2 separate regions of the Cyprinus carpio genome follow, and region 2 is linked to region 1. Evidence: chromatin contacts called from public Hi-C data. All regions are on one chromosome and are shown on one strand. The core of a region is the stretch at or near the end of the contact, and the rest is flanking DNA. Distances in the headings are between cores, read along the strand shown. Region 1 overlaps kiaa0586 (protein TALPID3). Region 2 holds the start of kiaa0586 (protein TALPID3).

What was found. A called contact is a pair of places that touch in the nucleus more often than the background predicts.
Region 2: a contact with region 1 is called in a Hi-C map of skeletal muscle, with 2.5 times the contacts expected there. The contact joins the promoter of kiaa0586 here to the enhancer-like site in region 1. A contact is called at or near these places in 3 of 8 Hi-C or Micro-C datasets (liver and skeletal muscle).

The regions. Positions count from the first base shown.
Region 1 is chrB17:4,535,577-4,543,226 of ASM1834038v1, forward strand. kiaa0586 (protein TALPID3) reads right to left here. Exons shown (of 33, transcript XM_042743270.1): 21 at 5,980-6,158; 22 at 5,159-5,262; 23 at 3,128-3,306; 24 at 2,901-3,045; 25 at 2,604-2,802; 26 at 1,309-1,580; 27 at 497-573; 28 at 1-63. Among protein-coding and RNA genes, the nearest start is that of dact1, 53 kb to the left of the region's middle. Within about 2 kb of position 6,200, at least 1 of the 8 cell types and tissues checked has an H3K27ac peak or open chromatin away from gene starts, as enhancers often do. A contact at or near this core is called in skeletal muscle, where this site is marked.
Region 2 is chrB17:4,608,902-4,616,132 of ASM1834038v1, forward strand. kiaa0586 (protein TALPID3) reads right to left here and starts at 4,452. Exons shown (of 33, transcript XM_042743270.1): 1 at 4,103-4,452; 2 at 3,711-3,907; 3 at 3,566-3,627; 4 at 3,382-3,448; 5 at 2,995-3,064; 6 at 2,741-2,915; 7 at 2,435-2,638; 8 at 1,208-1,388; 9 at 195-344. The coding sequence starts at 4,122. timm9 (mitochondrial import inner membrane translocase subunit Tim9) reads left to right here and starts at 4,861. Exons shown (of 4, transcript XM_042743272.1): 1 at 4,861-4,881; 2 at 5,112-5,209; 3 at 5,283-5,378; 4 at 5,486-5,875. The coding sequence starts at 5,171. The coding sequence ends at 5,620. It overlaps arid4a (AT-rich interactive domain-containing protein 4A), which reads right to left. Exons shown (of 25, transcript XM_042743274.1): 25 at 6,964-7,231.

The DNA of each region.
Region 1 (7,650 bases), core at 4,950-7,449:
ATCATGATGAGCAGGAATGCGTGGAGCTCCGATCACCTGACCTTCACTGGGCAGATCATAGTCCTGACAAAAAGACCAAAGAGTTTATCAGTGCATTTGATATGATGTATAAACAACTGGAAAATATGTGTGGCCTTATTTTATTAAACAATGTGTTATTAAACAATTATAATGAATTTTCTATTACTGCATGAGTTTTATTTTCTACACTTCCACTATCCAAAATGAAATAGAAATACTGATTTTGTGTTTTTCACAATGATTATGACAGATTATAGTTTTATCAGCAATAACTGTGTTACTGGCTGTCTCCCCAGTTCTCATTTGGGATTGAACCTCTAACCTTTGGCTAAGATCTCAAACCACAAGCTGAAATTGTCAGTTCATGTTTAACCATGACAGTCTTATTATTTCATTCCATTTGGTTTAATAAATGGCAAGGAAACACTCAAGTTTTTGGGTCTGTTGCTAAGACTCTTTGCGTCCAAACATTCACCATATCTTGGACTCCGTGCAGGGAACCATTCAGGCTGGTCATCAAATTAGGCAGAAGGACTCCTTCCTCTTCCAGAACTTGGGAAGAAAAAAGAAAGTGTATTTTCAAAAACAAAATGCATAGAAGAAAGCTTATAACTCAACAACAAATTTTGGCATCAAAGCCATACTACAGAGCATTGAAGGCAAACTGTATATATATAAAATATATACGATTAAAAGTTTGGAATAATTTTTTTTTTTTTTTATGTTTTTGAAAGAAGTCTCTTATACTCACCAAAGTTGCAATCATTTGATTAAAAATACAGTAAAAATAGTAATATTGTGGAATATTACTTAAAATAACGGCTTTCTATTTGAATATATTTCAATATCATATTTTCCACAAAAATATAAAGCACCAAATTTTTTTTCAAAATTGACAATAATACAAACCTTTCTTAATAACTGCGCACCAATAATAATCAATTCAATTAAGCACCAAATCAGCATTTCTTCTGAAAGCAATGAACACTGAAGTGATGGCTGCTGAAACGTCAGCTCTGATTTTTATTTATTTACTTTTTAAACTGTGTTAATATTTCACAACATAAATGTTACTGTATTTTTGATTTTTTTTTTAAATGTTGTGCATGTGAGCATAAGAGAAAAATCTTATATACTGTATTACAATACATCTCTGCTCTCTTTGTGGGTTTGTGAGATGCTCATTTATCTGTAAATGTCCATTTTGTCCTTACAAGGCAGCTACTTATACAGCCAGTGTGGTTTTGATCAGTCTGGCTGTGAGTGTGTGTTGGACCGATCGTGTACCTCTGACTGCCGCCATCTGGCCGTGAGTGAGCAGCAGCTCTCCCTCTGAGATGTGTCTGGCTGCCGTCTCCGTCTCTGTGACAGTCACACTGGAGCTAGAGCTGCTCTCCTCTGAGGAGGAGGAGGAAGAGGATTCAGGGGTGGCGGCAGGAGGAGGTTCCTGGCTCACAGGAGGTAGAGGAGGTGGGAGAGTTGTGGGTTTGGATGGGAGAGGTGAAGATGGATGGGTGACTGATTCTTCCTCATCGTCCTCTTGGGCTACTGACATGACACTGCGTGTGAGAGAGATGGAGGGTGTTAGTGAGGGATACGCTGAGCACATATTCCTCCAGGTCTACACTGTCATTTACATATAAAAGTGGTAAAGGTGCTATAGCAGCAACAACTTTTATTTCTAAGGTCAGAGAAAGAATATAAAAATGAAACACTGAATTACAACTGCTTCCTAGTTCTCAAGAGGAGTCACAAAAATATTGTTAAATATTTATTTAAATATTAACAAATTTAGTAAATTGAGATGATAGGTGGTTTTTAAACTAATGCTATGCTCGATCTATTAAACTGTCATAATAAAATAAATCAGACTGATTGAATGAATGAATGAATGAATGAATGAATCAGTCTGTGTGATCTTGTTGAACCCAAGGCAGGTGAAATATGGAAATAGGACCCGTAGGATGAAGACTAGCTTTGATATTACCATTTTTTTTAAATGTTTTAATTCAGCTATAAAAAGTAGGGACACAGCTTTTATCCCATGTTTAAATTAAACCTTTTGTTTGTCAGATTATAGAAGTAAAATGTCTCTAAAAAATTAAATATAATTATATTTTTGCTTTCTTTAGGTTCAATATGTATTTTATTCTATATGAAACATTAAGAATTGTCTGAAGAAAGTGGAATTATTTCATTTTAAAAACGGGACATATTTTGTTCCATGTTTCTAGACTCAGTCATACATTTACTGTTGTTAACAGCAGGTGGCACTGCGGGTCTATATATATCACATCCTCAGTGAAGCCTCACAAAATTCTACAATAAATAACAAAAAAACTAGAAGTACAAAAGCTACTTATTTTCTACTGCCAATAGCGCATAGGTAAATAAATAAACAGTTTCTCTACTGACACCTCAAACACGATTCTACCAATGTTTGAACCATAGCTTTTAATACCAGCCCTTGCTCTTCTACACAAATAAAATGAATATTAGTGCATGTTTTCTTACACTTGCCTGAATATTTCCTGCAAGACTAACGATAATCAAGTGAATGAAGCAACAATATTTAGACGTACACTGGTGCTGACGGCTGTTCCTGCCTCTCGCTGTGTGGTTGTTCCTCCTCCAGGGGGAGCTCTGTTTGTCCCCATGGGTGATTCTGGAGGCTGGCTGAATCTGGGCTCTGATTGGCTGGAGGAGGAGAGGGTGTGGCCACCCTGGTGGGAGACGGGATTGGAGTGGTAGTCGGTGTGCCCACAGGAATACTATCTGGACCTGAAACAAAGGCACAACTGATGTGTGAACAACTGTGTTTACACTTTTACAAATAGATGGGGAGTAATTTGGTATGTTGATAAAAATCACTGTCAGACCTGGTGAAGCAGATCCCTTACGCTTTTCTTTGGGAGACAGAGCTGTAGAAAGATGCTCGGAGAGATCAGGGGTTCTGACAGGAGACGGCGGGTCTTTGGAACTGGGCTCAGGAGTGGGTGCCGGTGTTGGTACCTCGGTCGCCTTCTGCAATATTACAACAATATTACCACATTTATGGTATTAAAGGTCATCCTGGATGAATGAGAGTGTGTTTGGATGCTAGTACCACCTGAGCACCCTGTGTTTGGACAGGGGCAGCGGGTTCACTCTGTGTCTCTCTCTGTCCCAGCATTACTGCAACGGTTTCAGCCAGCACTTCATTTACACACTGTCTTATGAGCTCAGAGTCCACTGGTACCCCTGTGTCCACAAACAACTGAAGCCCACCGCCACCTGCGGCCTCCACTGTCACACAAACACACACAGAGCGGAGGATTATCTGGTGTACATGGGACATGGTTCGGCATCTTTTGTTAACAAGGCTACAGTTAAAAGTACTGTACATAGCAGTGGTCAGCGAAAGCCAGTTTTTCAATGCTGATATCTAAAGAACAGGATGGCTGATGCAATTTAATGACAGCAAAAAGACACAAACAGAATGGACTCTTTTCTAAGCTCCACCTTATTAAGTTTACTGACCAATCCTAGCAACAGTGTTGTTATTGTAAAAAAAAAAAGGTGTTGCATTAAAGCAAAACATATACTTATGTTACCATATACTTAAAACATATATATATATATATATATATATATATATATATATATATATAAACTACTAAAAACCACAAAAGCATATAACACAATATACCTGAAAAATACTAACATAGAAACAAACACATTTTTGAAATAAAAATTTAAATTAAAAAGGCACATAACAAATTCATCAAAATGAACTGACAAATACTAACTCAGCAACTGTTGCCATCTAATCATTTTCACATTAATGATGCTATTTTTAAAAATACTAAATAAATTATAATTATAAAAAAGATCTACAAGAATCTACAGAATACAGAATCTACAATTCATTCCAAGTCAGAAATATTAACCATTCCAATTTAGATTTATTCCCCTATGGGAACCAAAGGGGGCGGAGCTTAGCAAATGGTCAACTGTTCACATTTAACAAACGCTTATTTTACATTTATATTTACTAAAAAAAATGAGCTTATATTTACTAAAAAAAATGCAAAAGCAGAAATTTATTTTATAATTAAAAAAATATATATTTATTAAAATTCATATTTTTATTACTTGCTATCCACTGACAGGGCTGATGAAGGAGTATGGAGCTAACATGAGTTTCTAACACATAACTTTTTGGCTCTAAATGCTGACTAAATAATTATTTTTTTACCACATTTTATTTATAAAGACAGTCAAAAAAAAAAAAAAATCTAATTTCACATCCATTTAAAAAAGCTAAAAAAAAAATCCTAATGTGCATCCAAATAATAATAACAATGCATACACTTAATGTCTGAAAATCTGGCATTCCCACAATATTCAGAAATTTCCCATGAAGCCCTTCTGGCAAGTTGAGTTTGCCAGCAAAGTAATTTCAAATAACCAATTTGAGACTCGCTTTACCTCTCATCCAGCCTATTTTGAAATCTTGCACCCATAAGCATTTTGGAGCAGCGCTATTAAAAAGCTAATATACAGAACTGACATTCTTGGCAGGGCCCTCATTTCCTTTTTTTCTGCGTTCAAACACATATACAGTTCCTCTACAGGAGGAAGAGTCCAGTCAGTCTGGAAATATGCTGACTACAGTTTGCCGCGAGCCTCCTCTGCAAATTTGATACATCATTGATCTTTCTATTAAACAAAAGTGAGAATTAATGAGGCAGGACCTCTGCGCCGACTGAGCAGAAGTGACGCGACGGAGACGGAAGGATAGAGCGGAGGAGGAGTAGAGGGGCTGAGCACAAGCAATCGCATTTTAATGAGGAAATACAATCTTGCTGCGTGCTGAGACACTTGACAAATGTGCTGCTTGCATTCGTAGACGCTATGAATCAAAATTATGAGCTTATAGACTGGAACCTGGTGCAGCTCGACTTTTCTGGCTGGTTTATGTCATGCGCTATTGATGGTGTTGTTGATTTGACCAGACACATTGTTAAATTGGTGAAGATGCATGATGGTTGAACAACAGACAGACAAACTTCATTGCTATTAAACTGGGAGCTTTCGAAATTTAAAATAAAACCTAAAGTCACAATCATAAACATTACAAATAACACATTCTCACCTATGTCTGATGTCACACTATTCTCTGGCTCTGATTGGCTGGCTGGATCAATCTGGACGGGGAACATTCCAGTGATCACTCTGGCCATCATCTGTTGCTCTACCCTGTGAGACAAATGACAACACAGTGCTATAGTGGCATTATGCTATGATGATGGTAATATATATATATATTCATTTGCATTTATGCAGTTGGCAGACGCTTCTATCCAGAACGACTAACATTGCATTCAAGATATGTACGTTATCAATTCTTGCATTCCTTGGGAATCGAACCCATGACCTTGGCGTTGCTAGCACCATGCTCTACTGCATAAGCTTCAGGATTGCATAATAAATATATAAATAAATTAATCAGTGTGTATGTGTGTGTGTGTATATATATATATATATATATATATATATATATATATATATATATATATATATTTAGTTTTGTTCTTTGTATGGTCACTACCATTGAGATTTTTAAAAATGTTTTTGAAAGAAGTCTCATTCCCAGCAAGGCTGCATTTATTTGATCAAATACAGTAAACGGTAATATCGTAAAATATTCTTACAATTTAATAGAACTGTTTTCTGTTTTAATATATTTTAAAATGTAATTTATTCCTGTGATGCAAAGCTGAATTTTCAGCATCATTACTCCAGTCTTCAGAGTCACATGATCTTTCAGAAATCAATGTGCTGATTTGGGGCTTGAGAAACATTTCTTATTATCATTAATGTTGAGAACAGTTATATTTTTGTGTAAACCATGACACATTTGTGGTCATAATAACTGTGCAGCAGATGATATTTGCAGAGATAATGGAGTCTCACCAATCCACCAGCCTGTTCTCCAGGGTTTCTCTCTGCTGGATGGTGCTCAGGATGGGCTCGGTCAGAGGCGTGGAATGGGAAGGCTGTGGAGGAAAGGCCGGGCCGTGATACAGAGCAGCTGGAGGAGACGGCAGCCCGTTGAGCTCTATAGGAGAGTCTGGAAGTCCGCCGTGTGTTTCCTGAATTTAACACAGCATTGAGAGAACTGGAGTCTCAGCAGTTTTATGGTACATACTCCAACATATGGCTTTCTAAGAGACTTCCTGACAATCTGTTACACATAGCTTACTGGATCAGACATTGAATTTTCAAGCAAATGACAGCAAATAAAAGCGCACACCGTGTACTGTGCTGTAATGGCAAACATATGTTAGTCTGTGTGCAATTTCACAGCGGTCATTACAGTCTTAACAGAAAGGGAGGCTGGAGAGAAAGGGGGACGTTTGTCTTGTATAATTCCATCGCTGGATCCGCGAGCCAGCTTTCAACATTTCAGTCATTGGTTTGGATAATGTTCAGATTCCTTTGGCCCGGACTCAGGGAGGTCTGTGTAAGGAGCGATTAGCTCATTTCCAGTGGCCGGCCGCCAGAGGAAAGAGAGAGAGAAATGCATTCTGCCAGTCGGGCGCTGAGCCCGTTTGAAGTTTATGGCTCCATCAGAACTGACTGAGCCAAAGCTGAGGCACTGGAGACTTAGAGGAATGACATTTTAGGAGCTGGCAAGGATCCGTGCCTGGAGTCCAAGAGCGAGAGAGAGAGAGCTTGTTCACCGAGGTCTGGACTTAAGTAGCTGTGGCCTTTATTTGGTCGTTGGGAAAACTTCAAGTGGGCCGAATACATGCCAGTCCTCGAAAAACTGCTTAATTATATACAACTGCTGTGCAACGCGCTTGAATTTTTATTGCTCTTGGTGTTTGGAAAATGTTTGTCTTTTTGGACTCATAACTCCGCTCTTAATTGCCATTTAGAACAATTAGAGAGTCAAAATAAAAAGAGTCAGAAGGACTTTTTATAGTCACACTACTGCCAACAGACAGAAGACACTAGATTTTTACATAATATGAAGAAAATGTGAGTAATGTTTGCTCATGAAAAGCTCTCTTGTCTCTATGATGTTTCTGGTCTCTAGATATTGCTCCTTTCCATCCTTCAATGCAAGTCAGCGGGACTTTTTCACACTTCTTGTCATCCACCAGGTAAAAATCACTTTAACAAGATGCATTATACGTAGCACAAATGGTGCAAGACAAGGTTCAATACTTAATGCTACTAAATGGGTTCGTTCAAATCTCTAACTTTAATTGTGAGCACTTACAGTAGTAATAAGGGATGCGCATAGAGCAGTGGTTCCCAACCAGCGGGCTGCAAGATGACTTCAAATTATTTAAAATATGAAAAAAAATTGCTTTAAAATGAGTTAAAACAGATCATAAAATGTAAAATGACAAATCAAGAAAATCAAGAAGTAAAATATTTCTTATTTTAATTTGTTCCCTCAACACTTGTCATTTTAGTTCCCATGGCCTTGTGAAACCTAGATATAGGATAAATTTTAAAAAGTGTGATTTTTAGCCATGGAAAATAAATTAATAAAATGATAAAAAGTAATGTAAAATATACTGAATATAAATTGTGTCTAATTTTATTGAGAAATTAAAAACTGTTAGTAAA
Region 2 (7,231 bases), core at 3,202-5,701, 72 kb after region 1:
GTAAAACTGATTTATTAACCAATGAACAATATTTCAGAACTGTGCACTGATTGGGTCGTGGACAGAAAAAAATGTGCACTTAATATAATGCAGCTACTCATAAAATCTAGGCCCTGAAGCAAATATTTGCAATGACCAAATTGCTTTCAGCCAATAAAAAGAAACAGAATAAAAAACGCAGAAGAGAAACCCACCTTGGTTTCTGAGGGAGGATCTCTGAGGTTTGATGGTGTTTGTTGATGATGTCCAGTGGGTGGGTTTAGGAATGACTTTACGTGGTGCAGGGGTCTCCAGGGGGCTTTTATGGCCACCTGTTCGTTTGTCCCGGAGCACATCCTTTAAGACTGCAGGAGAAATGAATCAATGCAAAAACAATATTCAGTACCCTTTTTCAAATTTTTTTTTTTTTTATGCCAAAACTCATTAGAATATTAAGTAAAGATCATGTTCTATGAAGATATTTTGTAAATTTCCTACCATAAATGTATTAAAACTTAATTTCTGACTGCTAATATGCATTGCGAAGGACTTCATTCGGACAACTATAAAGGTGATTTTCTCAATATTTCAATTTTTTTGCACCCTAAATTTCCAGATATTCAAATAGTTGTACAGTTGTACGAAGCTAGGGGAATACTTTTTATGAAAAAACGTATCCAAAATGGCACCAGGGTGACGCAGAGGAGACGAATTGTTAAATAAAGTAGTTGTTTTTATTTTCTTTGCATACAAAGCATATTCTCGTAGCTTCGTACAATTACGGTTGAACCCCTGATGTCACATGGATTATTTTACCGATGTCCTTGCTACTTTTCTGGACCTTGATCATGTTAATTACATCGCTGTCTATGGCAGGGTCCGAGAGCTCTCACAATTCATCAGAAATATCTTAATTTGTGTTCCGAAGGTCTTACGGGTTTGGAACGACATGAGGGTGAGTAATGACAGAATTTTCATTTTTGGGAGAACTAACCCTTTAAGTGTCCGTCCAAATATTTTTTATCATCTATCACTGTATTGATAGATGACGAGTAAGGGGAAAAATAATTACCATTAGAAGGAATAATAGTATTAATCAGGTATAATACATGATTTATTTAATTCTGTATGGCATGGTGATTGAGACACAATCAGCGTATGGCGATTATAGATTGTAAAAAGACAAATCTACAAATCTATGTATACTAAATCTCAGCAACAGCCTCACCAGATGCTGGGCTTCCAGCAGAGGTTTTATCAGTGGCAGAGAGTCTGACGCTGTGACTGTCTGAGATCTGAGCTGGCAGAAAGTCTATCTGGGTGATTCCAGAGCCTGTGTGCAGGGTGGACTGTGAGTCTGTGTTCGCCCGAGCTGCTACGACATCCAGAGCCGATCCCAGAAGACGATTCTAAAGATAGAGGAGATATGATAAATGGATAAGCTGATGAACACAATCAATTCATGAATTGCAGTGGAGAAGAGCCTTCTCAGACTTCCAGAATTAATGCTCAGAGGCAAAATAAAACAACCAAGCCAGAGATGCCAGCTAACCATCTGAATTGGTCTCTGTCGGAGCTACCAAGTTTTGTTATCAGTCACTGTCCAAAAAGCGTATTGGTCACTTTTTGTACATGTTATTCTCTCTGCTTTCCACAATTAGGTGCCCAGAGGTCCCAGAGGCATATACATTACATGAGCTGACACAAAGTACACATTGACCATTCTTACACCCTCCATACATGATCTCAGTCTTGTAGGCCATGAGGCTTTCAAAATGCATCTGGATCTCACACTAGCAAAATAACTTTTACAAATGTCTTTTTATAGTATGAATATTTCATCAGAATCTGTTCAAGTCTCTGAAACGAAGACGCAATACAACAGCATGTGACTCTTTAAAACAGATTTCTGCAATTGAAGTCTTTTTGAAATAAAAATGCTCAATGTGCCAAGTAGACATAATCTGTTCAGTATTTGGTACTAAGCAACCCTGATGAACAGAATGAACTATATCAGCCTATCATATCGGAGAATATTTACAGTAGCAAATATATTTAGTTCAAGGGTGGAAAACTTAATTATGAATGTTTTGGTGTAATAATCCTCGACTGACATAAAGTAGACTAAAAATAAAAAAGAAATAAAACAAAAAGAAAAGAAAATGAAATGAAAGAAAAAAATAAACAACGAAAAATAACAAAACATTAAATGAAACAAAAATAAAACTCAACAAAAACCAAAGCAAAATTATACAAAATGAAATAAACAAAAACAAAACAAAACAAATAAAAACAATAACAAAAAAGAATACAAAATAAAAGCAGAAGTAAAAGTAAACAAAACTAAATTAAATAAAATGACTACTAATAATAATAATAATAATAATTTTTTTTTTTTTTTTTTATATTAATATTATTAATTTTTTTTTTTTTTTAGAGGTCTTGCCATTTTTACCTGCAGCTGGATCTGCTGACATTGGATGGTCTCCAGGTGTTGCAGTCTCTGCTGCATCAGAAGGTTAAGTTGTTCCTCCAGGTGGGCTGCTCTCCCAACAGAACTGTTCTCAGTTCTCTCCGGCTGGACACTGGACTCTGCTGCCTGCAGCCTCCTCAGCTCAGCTGTTACCAGTGCGATCTGAGCCTCCATCTCACTCTGAGCCTGATGGGCCAAACAAAGACCGTTTAAAGTCAATGCTATAATACTGTATTGCTATAAGAATGTTACGATATTATAATGCTATATGAAACTAATAATGTCTACCTTGATAAGTGGTGCTGTGGCGGCAATAGTAGCAGCTGTTATGGCTGCCACATTTGCAGAAGTCCCAGGGTCTCCTGATGGAAAAGCAGGTTCTGACTGGCCTCTTGGAGTCTGGGATCTGTCTTGGTCCAACACTTGTACCGTCACATTACGTCTTAAAGGGACACTTTGGGATCTGAGAAACAGTGAAATATTCATGTGTACAAAATAATCATTTTTGATCATACAAGTGAGTGAATGAAATCAGGCATTACCTTTTCTTGAGGGCTGCAGAAACTGCTCCTCTCCCATCAGCAGAGTATGTAGAGATTTGCACGTCTTCACCTGCGGTGTTCAGAAATTTCAATTAGTTTCACATTAGTGACATTCAAAAATATACCAATATGATTCAATAGAATACAATTCAAAACATCATAATGCAATTATATAAATTCATATCTTTTGACTAAGTTTTCTGTCTGCATGATTTCATTTAAGCTATACTTTATATATAATACCAATATAGCTCAAAACAAAATAACAATGTCTGACTTAACGTTTTTAGTCTTCATGATTTTAGTTTTTGATCTTCTTATCTTTGAATATAATACCAGTATAACTGAACAACAATAGAACAGAATAGAATAGAATAGAAATCATACCTTTCGACTTTGAGTTTGCTATCTCCATGATTGTAGTTGGAACTTTACTTTTCTCTTTCCTGAAGGCCTATGATTGTAGTTGGAACTTTACTTTTAGTTTTTAATGATGTAATCAACTTCAGCAAGTTTAAATTGCTTATAAACAACCCAAATATAACTGTAGGAAGGAAAAAACACAACTCACTTTGTCAAAAATGCCAGCAAACTGACTTGATGATCCAGAGGGATGTTGTTCATGGGGCTCAACTGAATTCAGATAAAAAATAATTGATTCTTTTGATCCTTAAATGTATGTCACAATCTAACCACACTCAATCTACTAGTGTTACCTGTGTCTGAAGCTGAAGGATTATTCACACGGTGGACGGGTGGGGTTTCTCTCTCATTCACAGAGTGAACATCTTCAGAGTCTGACAGTCTCCTAATGTAAATATTAACTTGATTACGACTCTCATGCTGTATTTCCTCTCTGCTGGCAGCCAAAGCAGCTCTGGTCGAACGAATTAACACATCTGCTGCATCAGAACTGGATGTAGAGTCGTTTAAGTTCGTGTTATTGACCACAGACACACAACAAGGGTCCATTTCCACTATTATATCAGTAATAAGACAGCTGTTTTCACTGATGTCAGTCTTTAAACAGTTGATAACAACAATGTACAGGCCCAGTGGTTAGCTGTCAAAGGCTTTGATCATTTTCAGGCGTTTCTAACAGTCTTACCGTGAACATGACGTCAACATAACGATTATTGCCTTTATTTCCTGAGATATCCACAGATGTGTTGTTGTCAGTACTGCTTTTGAATTTCCCGCCGCAGGTGATTTTTAAAAGCAGCAGGTTGGTTCAGCCTCTCATTTCTGTTATCACAGTAAATCCCGACTTCATTTCGTAGTATTTTAATGTGATATTCAAAGGATGTTTTCTTTCAGCTCATTTCTGATGTAAATCCAGTTATTTTCTCAGCGTCGGTTGTTGCTGACAACAAAACTTCACAACTGTGATCCTGGAAACAACGACATGATCGCGAGATTTTCAAAATAAAAGTTCCCTGCGTTTCAATCGTGACACTGCTGCCCGGATTTGGTCCTCAGTAGAATTTATTTGATCTGGTAAACATAAGAAATAAATGTTTGTGTTTAAAAATAAATTAATTAATAATATCCTTTATCCCTATTTTTTTAAATAATAAATAAATAATAAGTGAGAAATTCCAGAAGATTTTGATTTTGCATTTTTATGCTGTAGCACAAGTAATCATAAAAGGACTGAGAATGTAAAAAAAAAAAACTGTTTAACTATATTTAATATTTTTATGTTAAAATAAGATGCTAATAAAGCATTTCAATAAAATTTCAAAAAATATTAATATGTAATAATATATTACATAAAAATACAAATATAATTTTTTTTGTTTTTTTCACTTTTTTTTAAATCATAGTATAATACGCGATTTTATTTTTTATTTCATAAGGGCTCTTATTCTGGCTCTGACAGCAAAGGTAAAATATTTAATGTTTTTTTATTTTTTATTTGTTTGTTTTGGGTTTTTTTTTTAAACGCGCTTTGCTTCTTGTTATATGTATTGTCTGTATCTTATTTATTATAAAACGCTTATTAATATATTTATTTTTGGAAGGCATGTTTCGCATATTTAGTGTTATAAATGTACATGTGATATAATGCTAATGTCTAATGTAGCCACTCATCATTACACTGATATCATTTCAAGGCCTCTGTTAGAAAAGAACATGTATTTATTTAGCAGCCTCCGCAGTGTCAATCAAAACAATGGCAGCTCAGGTCACTGAATCAGACCAGATCAAACAGGTAAGAACCTAAGACATTTATAGTTTTGAAATGATTAAGTAGCTATTTAACTGTCCATCTTTGTATTTGACAGTTCAAAGAATTTCTGGGAACCTACAATAAACTGACAGAAAACTGCTTCATGGATTGTGTGAAAGATTTCACCACAAGAGAGGTCAAGCCAGAAGAGGTGTGCGATTATGTTGTTTATGCTTCTATTTCTGCAAGAGGATAAACAGATCATTTAAAACAAAATGAGTCAGTTAACTTGATTTAAATTGTAACTTGTGTTTCCAGACTTCATGTTCTGAGAGCTGCTTACAGAAGTATCTGAAGATGACGCAGAGGATCTCCATGCGCTTTCAGGAATATCACATCCAGCAGAATGAAGCGTTGGCTGCTAAAGCCGGTTTATTAGGACAGCCACGATAATCATCTGCTGCTGGACTGAACTCCAGACTGTTTCGCCAGGGTCTCTCTATTCCAGCATGGAGCAGAGCGGCATGGCAGAGGACGCAGGCACTGCGAATACTGTGAGAAGTCCTCTAACTGGATCGTCGGAAATTTTAGTTTCCCAAAGGACAGACACTCTCGTTTTGACCATTATGCTGGTCTTCCCTAAAACACGAAAGATCTTGACTGTTTTTATGTTAATGTGCTCCAAAATAAAATATTAGTCAACTCTAATATTCAGTCTCATGTATAATTTAGCTAATGAGATTAAAAGGAATAGTTCACCCAAAAATTAAAGATGTAGATAAGTTTGTTTCCTCACGGGAACGGATTTGGAGAAATTCATCATTCCATCAATTGCTCACCAGTGGGATCCTCTGCAGTGAATGGGTGCCGTCAGAATGAGAGTCCAAACAGCTGATAAAAACATCACAGTAATCCACAAGACACCAATCTTGTGATGTGAAAAGCTGCGTTTTTAATAAATCCATCAAATTGTTTTAACTTTGAAATTTTCACATATCAGTCCTTAATCCATAAATCTATGCCCTGTTGTCTTCTCACATCAATCGATTCAGACAAGATTACTTTGTGACTGTAGAAAGCAATGGTTTTAAGTTAAAGACATCTTAATGATGGATTTGCTTCTTACAAACAGCTTTTCACTTCACAAGATATTAATTGATGGACTGGAGTCATGTGGATAACTTGTGGATTATTGTGATGTTTTAATCAGCTGTTTGGACTCTCATTCTGACGGCACCCATTCACTGCCATTGGGGAGCAATTTACTTTAATTTACTTAATTACTTCAAACCGGTTCCCAAGAAACAAACTGATCTGCATTTTGGGATGGCCTGAGGGCGAGTAAATTTTCAGCAAATTATTGAATCTTTTTATTATTAAACTTATCAATTCCTTTAACAAGTGTAAGTTGTGCGTAGATTTTATTGGTATTGACTGGCTAGATGAATTTCAGAAAACATGGCCATATGAGTGGTAATTCAGTCCAAAATAAATAGATTTTTGCCCCTTTTTAAATCCTTTGCCGTTATTGCAATTTTGCATTGTGACATATCAATGAAACTTGAGTGAACTGAAAATTAAATGTGAAGTATTTCCACATCGTGGTAGTTTTTGTTCAGATTCCCATCAAGACATATGGATTTAATCTTGTAATAAAATAGTGGAATTTAAATTTGAAGGAAAATTCTAATGATGTCCATTATTTTGTCCTAAAAAAACAAAACAAAACAAGAATGCATTTTTCTCTGTCTTTTGTGAGTTTTTACCCAGTTAATAAAGACAAAGAAACAAGAATATTTCTGAATATTTCAAAACTTTATTAGAAATGAGAAGACCTCTTCTTATTTTACATAAAGATACAATGGCTTTGCTCAGGAACCTAATGCCTTCATTTCTTCATCCAGGAATCTGTAAATAAACTGAAGTCACAGGGAAGCGAGTTTTCACAATTTCATCATTGCAGTGAATTAATCGATGCCTACAGCATAAAATGTTCAACATAGACTTATGGGTCATCACTCTAGACAGCTTGGGTTTAGGTTCCTAAATGGTTGAGTATATACA